Regions from separate parts of the Mus musculus genome. Here all the other regions are linked to region 1. The links are chromatin contacts, called in public HiCAR-type and promoter capture Hi-C maps. All regions are on one chromosome and are shown on one strand. The core of a region is the stretch at or near the end of the contact, and the rest is flanking DNA. Distances in the headings are between cores, read along the strand shown.

What was found. Promoter capture Hi-C pulls out the DNA fragments that hold promoters and counts their contacts. HiCAR-type assays count read pairs that join an accessible place to other places.
Region 2: a promoter capture Hi-C map of hippocampal neurons shows a contact between it and region 1, with 4 times the contacts expected there. The contact joins the enhancer-like site here to the promoter of Zfp454 in region 1. A contact is called at or near these places in 5 of 39 promoter capture datasets (cranial neural crest, embryonic stem cells, hippocampal neurons and 1 more).
Region 3: a contact with region 1 is called in a promoter capture Hi-C map of maxillary cranial neural crest, with 4 times the contacts expected there. The contact joins the promoter of Sec24a here to the promoter of Zfp454 in region 1. A contact is called at or near these places in 2 of 39 promoter capture datasets (hippocampal neurons and maxillary cranial neural crest) and 1 of 115 datasets of contacts at active chromatin or transcription factors (astrocytes).
Region 4: a HiCAR-type map of astrocytes shows a contact between it and region 1, with 2.6 times the contacts expected there. The contact joins the promoter of Maml1 here to the promoter of Zfp454 in region 1. A contact is called at or near these places in 1 of 39 promoter capture datasets (cranial neural crest) and 1 of 115 datasets of contacts at active chromatin or transcription factors (astrocytes).

What each region holds. Positions count from the first base shown.
Region 1 is chr11:50,886,208-50,888,907 of GRCm38.p6, reverse strand. Zfp454 (zinc finger protein 454) reads left to right here and starts at 1,407. Exons shown (of 6, transcript NM_172794.3): 1 at 1,407-1,542; 2 at 2,410-2,539. The coding sequence starts at 2,507.
Region 2 is chr11:51,538,462-51,541,161 of GRCm38.p6, reverse strand. The region is part of intron 5 of Col23a1 (collagen, type XXIII, alpha 1); the gene reads right to left. Among named protein-coding and RNA genes, the nearest start is that of Phykpl, 45 kb to the left of the region's middle. Within about 2 kb of position 1,306, at least 38 of the 459 cell types and tissues checked have an H3K27ac peak or open chromatin away from gene starts, as enhancers often do.
Region 3 is chr11:51,755,544-51,758,320 of GRCm38.p6, reverse strand. Sec24a (Sec24 related gene family, member A (S. cerevisiae)) reads left to right here and starts at 1,487. Exons shown (of 23, transcript NM_175255.3): 1 at 1,487-2,244. The coding sequence starts at 2,148.
Region 4 is chr11:50,290,930-50,293,700 of GRCm38.p6, reverse strand. Maml1 (mastermind like transcriptional coactivator 1) reads left to right here and starts at 1,365. Exons shown (of 5, transcript NM_175334.3): 1 at 1,365-1,975. The coding sequence starts at 1,640.

The DNA.
Region 1 (2,700 bases), core at 158-2,657:
TACTGTCCTTTCTCTCCCTCAACTACACCATAGTCTGGGTTTTTAATTTATTTTGCTGTTGTTTTGGATGAGTTTTGATTGTTAGGAAGCAAGCCAACAAATGCTAAGTCACTGTCCTACGACCATCCCTAGTTTTCACCCTGAATCTGTCCTGCCCAGAACTGACCATAGTCTGCACAGATAAGTTCATCTGTCCACTTGGAACTTCCATTGCTTTCCTTTCACACACAAAATAAATCCACATTTTTACCATGGGGTCAGAACCTCAGAGTCACACACAATGTCATCTTGAGCCCTTTTTTCTTTCCTTGTTCCTGGTGAACATGCTGGTCTTGCTAAGCATCAAATATCCTAAGCCAAATTCTTTGTGGGGAGCTCTTCCTGGGACAGTAAAATCTCCCAAACACCCTGCCCCTTCTCACTCTGAAACCCCTAACTCAGCATTCCTGTCCTTTCATTCACTCCTAATGAATATTTTCTGTTTGATGGACCACCTTCCCTAGTCACACAAAAACTGCAGTGCAGGAGTCACTCTGTTTCAACACTCTCTGCTCTATGCCTTAACCTATATGTGTGTGCCCTAAGTGAGAGAATGACATCTTTAAAGCCCAGGACAGAGCCACTGACATTGTATCCTAAAGGGTGGCCAGCAATCCCAGAAGTGTCAATCTCAAATCATATTTTTTTAATTGAATTTGTTTCACTTTTCTCCCAATAAGAAAGTTCCTCCATGAATACTTACTACATATCCAAAGGCAACTAGACATCTTCAGGGAAAGATTCTGGTACATTACTCGATACTCACAGGCCCCAGCAAAATACAGTCACCAGAAGTAAATCCAAGCTTCTCTATATACTATCCCGTGCTCCCAGAGACACTTGTTTACTCTGCAGAGACTTCCAGGGCCATCGTCCTTCCCCCCCCCCGCACCCCCCTCCGGTAATCCTGCTACCCAAACCCTCACTGCACTCAAGGTCTATCATGCCTCTCCAGTCCAGCTCCAACAGAGGCTGTAGCATTTTTGAGAGCTTGGTACTGACTGTCTTTCAAGACCTTTCTCTGTCGTTAGGCGCTATTACGACGTTCCTGGATGTTCTCTGGCTTTGCTTGCAGATCCTAGAGTCTAGTAACCTTGATAACAGCATCCTGGACCTTTTTTCACTGCTGGTCTCCACAAGACTAGACCACTTGTCTGCCCAGCGATAGGCTAGTGCACCGCAGAGCCTTCTGGGAATTGTAGTTTCGGCCACAAAGTGACTAGGCGCAGGCGCGCTTTATCGCTTTTTGCTCCTGGTCTCCCTCTGAGAAAAGGAGTCCAAAAATCTAAGCGCTGCAGCAGAGAGATTTGTGGGAATTAGGCTTCCCGGCTCCTGGACAAACGCGCAGGCGCGGCTCCGCGTCAAGCAGCAGGCTCCAGCTCATTGTGTCCTGACTACTCTGTCGAGGCTATGCTCTGCAGTGGACAAGCTTCTAAGGGAAGCCCCACGGTGATCTGCAGTGTCCAGAGACTGAAGGTCAGGTCTGGGAGTTGAGAACAGAGGGTACGTAGACTAAGGGTGGGTTGTGGTCCGTTTTGAAAGGCGTGGATCCCACGTCCTTAACTTTGAAGCGCATGTACTGAGATTTGATTCCACACATGGAAGGGACCAGCAGAACTGTTTTGTAGTCGAGCTAAGGGATCCGAACCTGATTGCACGTTGAGAAGGGTTGGTCAGGACCTCTAGCTCATCTTGCTGCAAACTCACAAATACAGTTGCATACAGCTGCTGGTTATATTCCCGGCGTGGCTCCAAGTTCTCTCTGAGGAACTTGAGAAAGGGACACCTTCACTGCAGCCCCTGCACTTGACGAAACTGTGGAGGGTGACTTATGTGAATGATTTCTTCTCCCGGAAACCCGCTCCCTACACTGTCCCATCCGAAACACGAAACAGCCCCCCCCCCACACACACACACACAGAGAGAGAGAGAGAGAGAGAGAGAGAGAGAGAGAGAGAGAGAGAGAGAGAGATCTGGCCGGTTTAACTCCCCTTCCCTTTCAGGAAAAAGTCACCTCTTTGCCTCCTCCTTCCCTCTAGTTGGGATAGAGCTGTCCCAGGAGGAAAGGCTGTCTTAAGACGCCAAAGCATAGCTGCAGGGGAAGGGACAGAGAATGGGTAGAGTTTGAGGACTGGGCCGGGCAAGCTTTCTGCAGGGGAAAGCCAAAGCCACACAAACGGGAAGGCATGCAGGATCTGACTAAAGGAAAGATGCGAAGGAGAGCTGGCATGGGGAGAAGTCACTTTACAGATTGGGTGAGGACAGCTACCTTCAGAGGGAGTATGCACTGGGAGCAAAAGAACAAAGTGAGCCAGGATGTGAATGGTGAGGCGCATCCCTGTGACCTTTGACCCGGCCCTCTCATTACAGGAGTGCAGATGCTTCTAGCCAGAGAACCCCAGCAATTGTAAAGCTCCTCCCCTGCCTCCTTCCTACTCAATGCTCCTCAGCTCACCAGAGAAAAGGAATGGCTGTCAGCCAGCTCCCGGCCCTGGTCCAGGTGAGTCATCACTGTCCAGTGTTGTCCCCCTGTATCCCCAGTTGTGTCCTTGACTTCATTCATTGCTCTAACCAGAAGCTTCCTTTCCAGCCACCCCCAAAGACCCCAGCTGCTCCCTCCCACCACACATCTCCTCCTAGTGAGCTTTAGAGCTTTCTGTA
Region 2 (2,700 bases), core at 57-2,556, 650 kb before region 1:
TGACTCCTTAGTGAGGCTGGCTGCCTCAACCGAGTGCTCCTTATCAGCCTGACTCTGTCTGGGGGTGGGGACTTCTGAACCTCACTTTTGTCAGCACCCACCTGGCTTATGCTTGGTTTTTGGCTTTTCTTTTTCTTTGAGACAGGGTCTCACTGATCACTCTGTAGATCAGGCCGGCTTCAAACTCAGTGATCTGCCTGTTTACTGCTGAGATGAAAGGTGTTTGCTCGTCGCTGTTCTGTGTTGAGGAAGGGTTTCACATAGCTTAGGTGAGTACCATAATGCCTGTTTTTTGTTTGTTTGCTTGTGTTCTTTTGAGACAGGGTTCTCTGTGTAGCCCTAGCAGTCCTGGAACTTGCTCTGTAGACCAGGCTGGCCTTGAACTCAGAGATCTGTCTCCCAAGTATTGGAATTAAAGGCGCACACCACCACAGCCTGGCTTTCATGACTGTTTTTTTTTTTTTTTTTTTTTTAATGTGGCGTAGGAATTATTCCCATAGGGCTGGCAAGATGGCTCAGCGGGTAAGAGCACTGACTGCTCTTCCGAAGGTCCTGAGTTCAAATCCCAGCAACCACATGGTGGCTCACAACTACCTGTAATGAAACCTGACGCCTTCATCTGGTGCATCTGAAGACAGCTACAGTGTACTTATGTATAATAATAAATAAATCTTTGGGCTAGAGCAAGCAGGGACTAAGTCAGCCGGGCCAACGAGAATGAGCGGGGTTGACCAGAGGGAACAGAGGTCCTAAAAATTCAATTCCCAACAACCACATGAAGGCTCACAACCATCTGTACAGTTGCACTGTACTCACATTCATTAAATAAATACGTAAATCTTTACAAAAAAAAAAAAAGGGGGAGGATCCCCATAGAACCCAAGGCCTTATTTATATTAGGCACACAGACTACAAAGTCAGCTATATTCCCAGCCCCCTACTTCAGTTTTTGTTCTTATATCACACCTCCCTTTCCTGAGGCTGCAGCCCTGTCCCCGCCTGATGTGGGTTTGCAGGTAGGTAGGTGCTCACAGCTACTAAACCCTCTTGACACTGACCACAGCCTAATGTGAAGCTGGAGCTTAGGTGACTTGTGGATCTTTCTCTGGATCAGTCGTAGGCTTCTAGGATGGATTTCTTGCTACTATCTGTAAAATGCCAAACTGCCCGGAGCTGAGAATAAACGTTTGTTGAACAATGTTTACACATGACAGTGATTCCATGAACGAAAGGTCCAATTTCCCACCAGCCCCGGTGTCTGAACGCCGGTGAGCACTAGGGGGCGCCCTTGATTTGTTATCTGCTAGTGAAAGCCAACTCCTGCCCTGGTGTCACAGCGCTAGAGGCTCTGTACTTAGTATGCTCACCCAGGCAAAGCTTGCTAGCCTCAAGGGCTCCCCCTGCTGGACTGAATGATCATTAAGCGACAGGAACTGTCATTCACTGAACCCGGTATGAGTGCCCAGTCCTGGAGCTCCCAGGAACCATCCACTTGGATCTCCTAATTGCTACCAGGGATGCAAAGAACATAATATCTATGAGGAGTGAGATATGCCTGAGATCGCACAGTCTATGGGGACCCCAAACTCATTCTTTCTCAAGTCATGGGAGGCGGCAGGAACAGCTTCCTACTCACATACTGTCTTCTCCCCAGTCTTTTTATGACTTGGCCCAGTTCTGTGAACAGGCTCCTCCACGCAGTAGGCTGTGTGTGGTGAAATGAAGAGAGGTGCCAGGCAGCAGCCAGTCTGCAGGTACCACTCCATGGCTGGTTGCTGGCAACCAGTAAGCAGCCGGCCCATTCTCCTCTGCTGGCCTCTTGTGGTACTGTTTCCTCTTCCAGAGTGACCTGTGGGCAGGAGGCCCCTGTACCAGGAAGGTGCAGAAACAGGAGAGGGTGTGCGGCCCTGGAACCTGAGCAGCGGACCCAAAGCGCAGGCCCCATGACTGCCTGTGGTCATCTCTCTTTCCTTGGCTGCCTCACACGTGACATGATGGGAAACTGAGGAATGGAGAGCCTCACCCCGACCATGGCAGGACTGAAGAAGTACCTGTTTTGTTCTGCCTGGGGGAAGGCTGGGAAGGAAGCCCGTATGGAGGACCTCTTCTGCAAGCCCAGCTGGCTCTGTCTTTGAGGTTCCAATCTGGGGACTATTATGGGGGACTCAGGAAGTGGGTGTTCACCCCTCCTCCCTCTGCCCAGCATCTTGGGGGCTGGGAGCTGCCCCGCAGGGGTCAGATGGGAGTGAGCCAGGGGATGTTAGAATTTAAGAAAGCATATGAATTTGGGGGGTATTACAGATGAATCATTTAACTAATTACATTTTTACAATCAAAGCTGTTTTTGAACTGGAAGAGTGTAAGGAAGCGTCTGAGTGTGTGGTGGTCATGGCTTTTTTTTTTTTTTTTTTTTTTTTTTGTTCGCCTGATTAATTCCAAACAGTCCAATTGAGTTATTCACTTGGAAATTGGTCCCAGGCTGGAGCCCTGTCTCAAAGACCACATTTCAGCCCCCAGCTTACTCTGTCCTTTGGGACCTCAGCTGTCGATGCCTGACTGATGTTGGAGGCTTTGCAGGTCCTGCCTCCCTGGGTACTGTGAGTTTAACCAGACGGGGCCTGTGGGTGGTGCTCGGTCCTGGGAGATGCCTGCGTGAGGGTTTCTGATTCCAGTGGGACCTGCCTCATGCCCCATGAAGAT
Region 3 (2,777 bases), core at 238-2,737, 870 kb before region 1:
TTTTTTGGTTTTTCAAGACAGGGTTTCTCTGTGTAGCCCTGGCTGTTCTGGAACTCACTCTGTAGACCAGGCTGGCCTCGAACTCAGAAATCCACCTGTCTCTGCCTCTCAAATGCCGGGATTAAAGGTGTGTGCCACCATCGACCAGCGTGTAAATACTTCTATGTAGGTACCCATACATACAGAAAACAAACTTTAAAACAATAAAACAATCTTTTTTTTTAATTGTTTAATTCCACTCAGAGCAAATATATTTTAGTATGGTTTTGAGGTAACTATTAATGAAATCAAGGTTAGGGTAAATTTGTATATGTGGTTACTGCTTGCTTCTTGGGTCTGACAGTAGTTTTAGATTGTGCTCTTTTTCTGTAATACTTCGTAGCCAGCATTAGATAGTAAATGAGTTTGGTAAGATGTACTTTCGCCCGAGGTTGTGAAACTCATGGCATAATACGTTTCAATCAGCAGCACACATCTGTGAAGGACTTTGTCATCTGCTTGGAGCAGGTAAAACCAAAGTAGCTAAAGATCACACTGATATCACTAAGTATGTTGCATAACCAACCAGTTTCTACTTCTCTTTGGTCTTACAAGTCAGAAAGTCTGTTTGGGGGTAAAAATAAAAGCAACCCACAAGCTACTTGCCCAGAAAGGACATTTGAATTATTCGACTTAATGTAAACTCTCATAATGTAAACTGCCTTTAATTCTTTTGAACTCAGGGCTTCTTCCTACAAGGTTAGGGAAACTCTTTATGAGTGACCTACATATCTAACCCCTTTTAAAGAAACTGAGTCCTGGTAAATTGCCCAGGCTGGTCTTGAATTCAAGATCTTCCTGCCTCACTTTTCTGTATCCAGAACTATAGGAGTACGATACCATTACAATTACCATTTTAAATGTTATTTAGTCCGGGGCCTCAGTATTTTTTTTTTTTTCGGGACAGGGTTTCTCTGATTAGCCCTGATTGTCCTGGAACTCACTCTGTGGACCAGGCTGGCCTCGAACTCAAAAATTCGCCTGCCTCTGCCTCCTGAGAGCTGGGACTAAAGGCGTGCGCCACCACGCCCGGCTTGGAGCCTCAGTATTAACTAAATACTTGTTATTATAGAAGTTGCCTAGCTCAGTGTAAACTAAGGGCTTCCCTAGGACATTGGACTCCATTGTCAACACTGGGATAGGAGAGGGATGGATTCCCGATCCATGTGTGGTGGATGTACTTCGGAGTGACTATGCTACCAACAGGCTAACGTCAAAATTAATCTTAATCCTCCAGTTGAAAAGAAGAGCTTCCTCCTTAACGTCATCAGACATTTTAACCTTGACCCAGCATCTTCACTCCAGCCCTGGCTGACCTGACTAGGCCGCCTTCGAACTTAGAACACTTCTGCCTCGACCTCCTGATTGCCGCCATGTCCCGCCCATGACACTTTGACAAACACACGTAATTGAACACCTCTTTTTAAAATTCTCTTGCACTCTACAGCTGGCATAGCATCGGCTGGGCCACCAGCGGTAGCCGAGGACATCGGTCGTCTCAGGTAATCCTCAGAGAATCCCGGAAGAGGAGCCGGGTCTCTCCTGTCCCACCCAATCGATTCTAAAAATCCGCACCACCCCTGGGACTGTCAGCAAGGTGACGTTCTCCACGCCGGGTATTTTCGCAGTGGTGACACAGGCTACTTCCGGCGGGCGGCGGGAGTCCGTGACGTGGCAGGCGAGTCCGTGCACGGTCCTCCGGGCCCGGACACGGGACTGTCAGGTGCCCTCGGGGCAGCTCCCCGGGGACAGAGAGCACGGCCGCAGCCTCCAGCCGGAACCGGAAGTGCCACGTGTCCCCACTGTGCCTGCGCGGCCGGCGGCTCCGCCCAGGGCCTCCCTCCTCTCCGGGTTCGGCTGCTGCCTCCGAGCCCGGCGTTCCCAGCCCAGCCGGCCTGACTCCGGAGCCTCTCCGCGCCCTGGCCAGGTCGTGGCCGCCGGCGGGCAGAAGACACGGACACGCCATGCCTCTACTTTGACGTGCCACCCCGCGTGTTCCGCTTCTCCGGCCTCCAGGTCCCTGCCCTCGGTTTTCCTGTTGGAGCTCTTAGGCTGGGCGCTGCGGTCGACCCCGACGGCTCCGTCTTACCCTGAGATCCCCGGGCGCCATGGCCCAGCCCCGGATCCCCGCTGCCCGCGGTGCCGCAGCTAGCCTCCAGGCCCAGAACGGAGCCGCCTCAGCCTCGGGGTCTCCCTACACCAACGGTGAGTGCCGCACGGGGGCGGGGAGGGCGGCACAGCTCGGGCCAGGGACAAGTCCCAGCCAGGTCTACCGCGGGGAGTGGCGGATGACGGCCTGGACCCGGGAGCCGCGGTGGACATGCACCTGCAGATCCACGCTGGTGGGACAGTTTCATGTGTATTTATAGGTTCAGCCTGCAAACAGTAAGCACCTGCAGTATGCAACGTCTGAGATAAACAAGAGGTGAACAAGAATCGTAGACGAAATCAGTTCCCAGAACTGCCTTATGGAGGTCATAGTGTCTGGGTGTCATCACGCAATGCGCCACCTCAGTCCTGTGTCCTGGAGGGCAGGGTTCATCTCGGGTCCGCAGGCTCGAAGTGCAGGGGGGTGGCGGGTCAGTGCTTATTAATACTAATTTGCAGAGATGAATGAATGACTCCGTCTTTGACAGATCCCTTTAGGACTTGCTCATCTCTGCAGGGATCTTTCTTCAAGGATCTTCTTCCTACGACAGTCCTTGGGCCTCCTGTTTAGTTTTTCAGTTGTGGAAGAA
Region 4 (2,771 bases), core at 116-2,615, 600 kb after region 1:
TTCATATTTGAGGATATTGGAAGTCATGCCCAGGATATTTTGTGTTTTAGGTTGCGTCCTGAATCCATACACTATAGAGTTTTGAAGATAACCTTGCACTTCTAACTGGGCGTAATGGTGTGATCAGAAGCAGAGGCAGGCCAGCCTCAGACAATATATTTGAGGGCAATCTGGGGTACCTGACACTACAGTTTAATGGTGGGCTGGAGAGTTGGCTCAGCAGCTAAGTACCCCACTGCTCTGCCAGAGGTCCTGAATTCCCAGCAACCACATGGTGGCTCATAATCATCAGTAATGGGATCCGATGCCCTCTTCTAGTGTGTATGTGAAGACAGCTGCAGCGTACTCATGAGGTCCTGGGTTCAGTCCTTCATCACTGCATACAAAAGCTGCTGGTTTCACTTGAGTGCTGATTGTAATGCTTGGCACTGGGAAGAAGCAGTGCTCACTTATCTTTGCCACTCCCGCCACCAAAAACTTAGAATTCCTTTTTCTTATTTTAACTCCATGTGTATAAAAACACTTGGCTGTTAGCTTTTTTTCTTTGTGATTTTAAAAATAAAACTTTAATGAACTCTAGTAAGAGGTTAAAGGGTGACATGTTTGAGTGGCTCGTGAGGTCTTCTATTGCAAAGCCTCCCAGCATCTCCTATGGCAGTTTGGGTGTCAGTAACCATCCAGAACATTTTTTGGTCCTTTCCTGGCTTTTTACCTTCGCTCACTTGCTTGCTAGTGGCATCACTGGAACCCAGTGCTTTGGATTGGATTTTGAGTGACTCAATTTTATATATCAGTCGGTTTTTAAGTGTATGCCCCTGTAGATCTAAATAACTCCAGTCCCCAGTATTGAGGCTCTTTCCCACCCTCACCCCTCCAAGTAATGAGCTATTGCTCACAGTACCAGTCAGTGATAACTATCTCTACTAGGTCGCTCAAGCTCAAAACAATTCTGATCAATTACGTGGCTGTATGTAAAGAATGAGGTCGGAAATGGCTGACCTCGAAATAGTGTGGGTGGACTAAAAAGATAGACAGCTTTGGACATCTGGGTCTTAAGGCTTCCACCTCACTCAGACTTAACCCGCGTTCCTCACGAACCCGGAAGGGACTGCTTTCAGGGGGCGGTGTTCAGAAAACGTGGCTCTTCTTGGATAGGTTCCCGTCAGTCACAGTTCACTCTCCCGCACTGAGCCCGCCTCGGGCTTCCCTCCTCGCCAGAGTGTTCAGTTTAAATACCCGAAAATTCCTGACGTGCTTGTCCCCCACGCCCTCGGGCAGCGGGTTTCCTTTGATTGGCTAGAGCTTCGGTCCATCAGCAGTGACGCAGAGTTCGCCGGCCCAGGCCCCGCCCTCTTCCGAAAGCCCCGAAAACAATTTTAAGATGGCGGCGGCAGCGGCGCGGAAAACAATGGGGCAGGGGTATAGCGGACAGGCCGAAGCCTGAGGCGGGCGGTGTTCCCCGGCCTGGAATCGGGCCGAGCGGGGCCGGAGGAAGACCCGCCGCCGCGCCCGAGCCCGCTCCACAGCCCGGCCGGACATGGCGCGGGCGTGAGGCGGATCCGGGCCGTCAGAAGCGGAGGAACCCGAAGTGGCAGCCGGCGCCGGGAGGCCCGGGCCCGGCCAGTGCCGCCCGCGGCCCATGGTGCTACCCACCTGCCCCATGGCGGAGTTCGCGCTGCCGCGGCACAGCGCGGTCATGGAGCGCCTCCGCCGGCGCATCGAACTGTGCCGGCGCCACCACAGCACCTGTGAGGCCCGCTACGAGGCTGTGTCTCCCGAGCGCCTGGAGCTCGAGCGCCAGCACACCTTTGCCCTGCACCAGCGCTGCATCCAGGCCAAGGCCAAGCGCGCCGGCAAGCACCGGCAGCCGCCGGCCGCCGCCACGGCCCCGGTTGCCGCTCCGGCCCCCGCCTCGGCCCCGGCGGCCGCGCGCCTGGACGCAGCGGACGGCCCGGAGCACGGCCGCCCGGTCGCGGTGAGTAAGGCTGGCGCCTGCCACAGCAATACTCACTCCCGAAAACGCCTCTTCCGGCGCGGATCGGGCCTTGGGGAAACTTTCCCGAGCGCCCCCATTTCTTAGTCTGGGTCCTGGGAGGTGGCTAACATGGCAGGGCGCTTGTCATCTTCCAGAAGTGGCACTGCGGTGTACTTTGGGAAAACGTCCCCTTGAGGACTTGAGTGAAATCGGGGCTGGAAAAGCAGGAGGTTAGTTGCTGGTAGGCTTTTCTCCTAAACTTAATTTCCAATTGATGAGAACTTCGTCTTGGAGCAGACCCGCGTTGGAGTTGCCTAGGATGTAGGGCGTTCTTGCACCGTAGGCCTGGCCTCGCTTAGTCTGCAGATGTTGATTGGATCTTTGCTTCGTGGAGGTTAGTTAGGGCTTTAATATGGAAATAAGTCTCCCTTCAGTTGACAGTATCCCGCGGTTTCGGAATGGAAAATTGAAAAGTCTTTGGAAGCTTCGGTAAACGGAGTTGCTTAAAAGGCATTCGTTTTCCCCCAACCCCCGCAAAAGGGAACTTTGGAATTTGTGAACGCCTGATTCCTGCTATATTATTGACAGTTCCAAAATTAACCTACTAAGCCTGTTAAAAACCTCTGATAATATTAATAGTTGTTGAACGGGGGAAATGACGTTACTTGTTGGTCAGCTGTGCCCTTTGGTTTTTAGTAGCTAATCCCGAGATTTATTGGTTAGAAGTTTTGCCTCCCTGAAACTGATTTATAAACCGGAAACCTGTGTGGAGGGGCGGGGGAGGGGAATGGGTGTT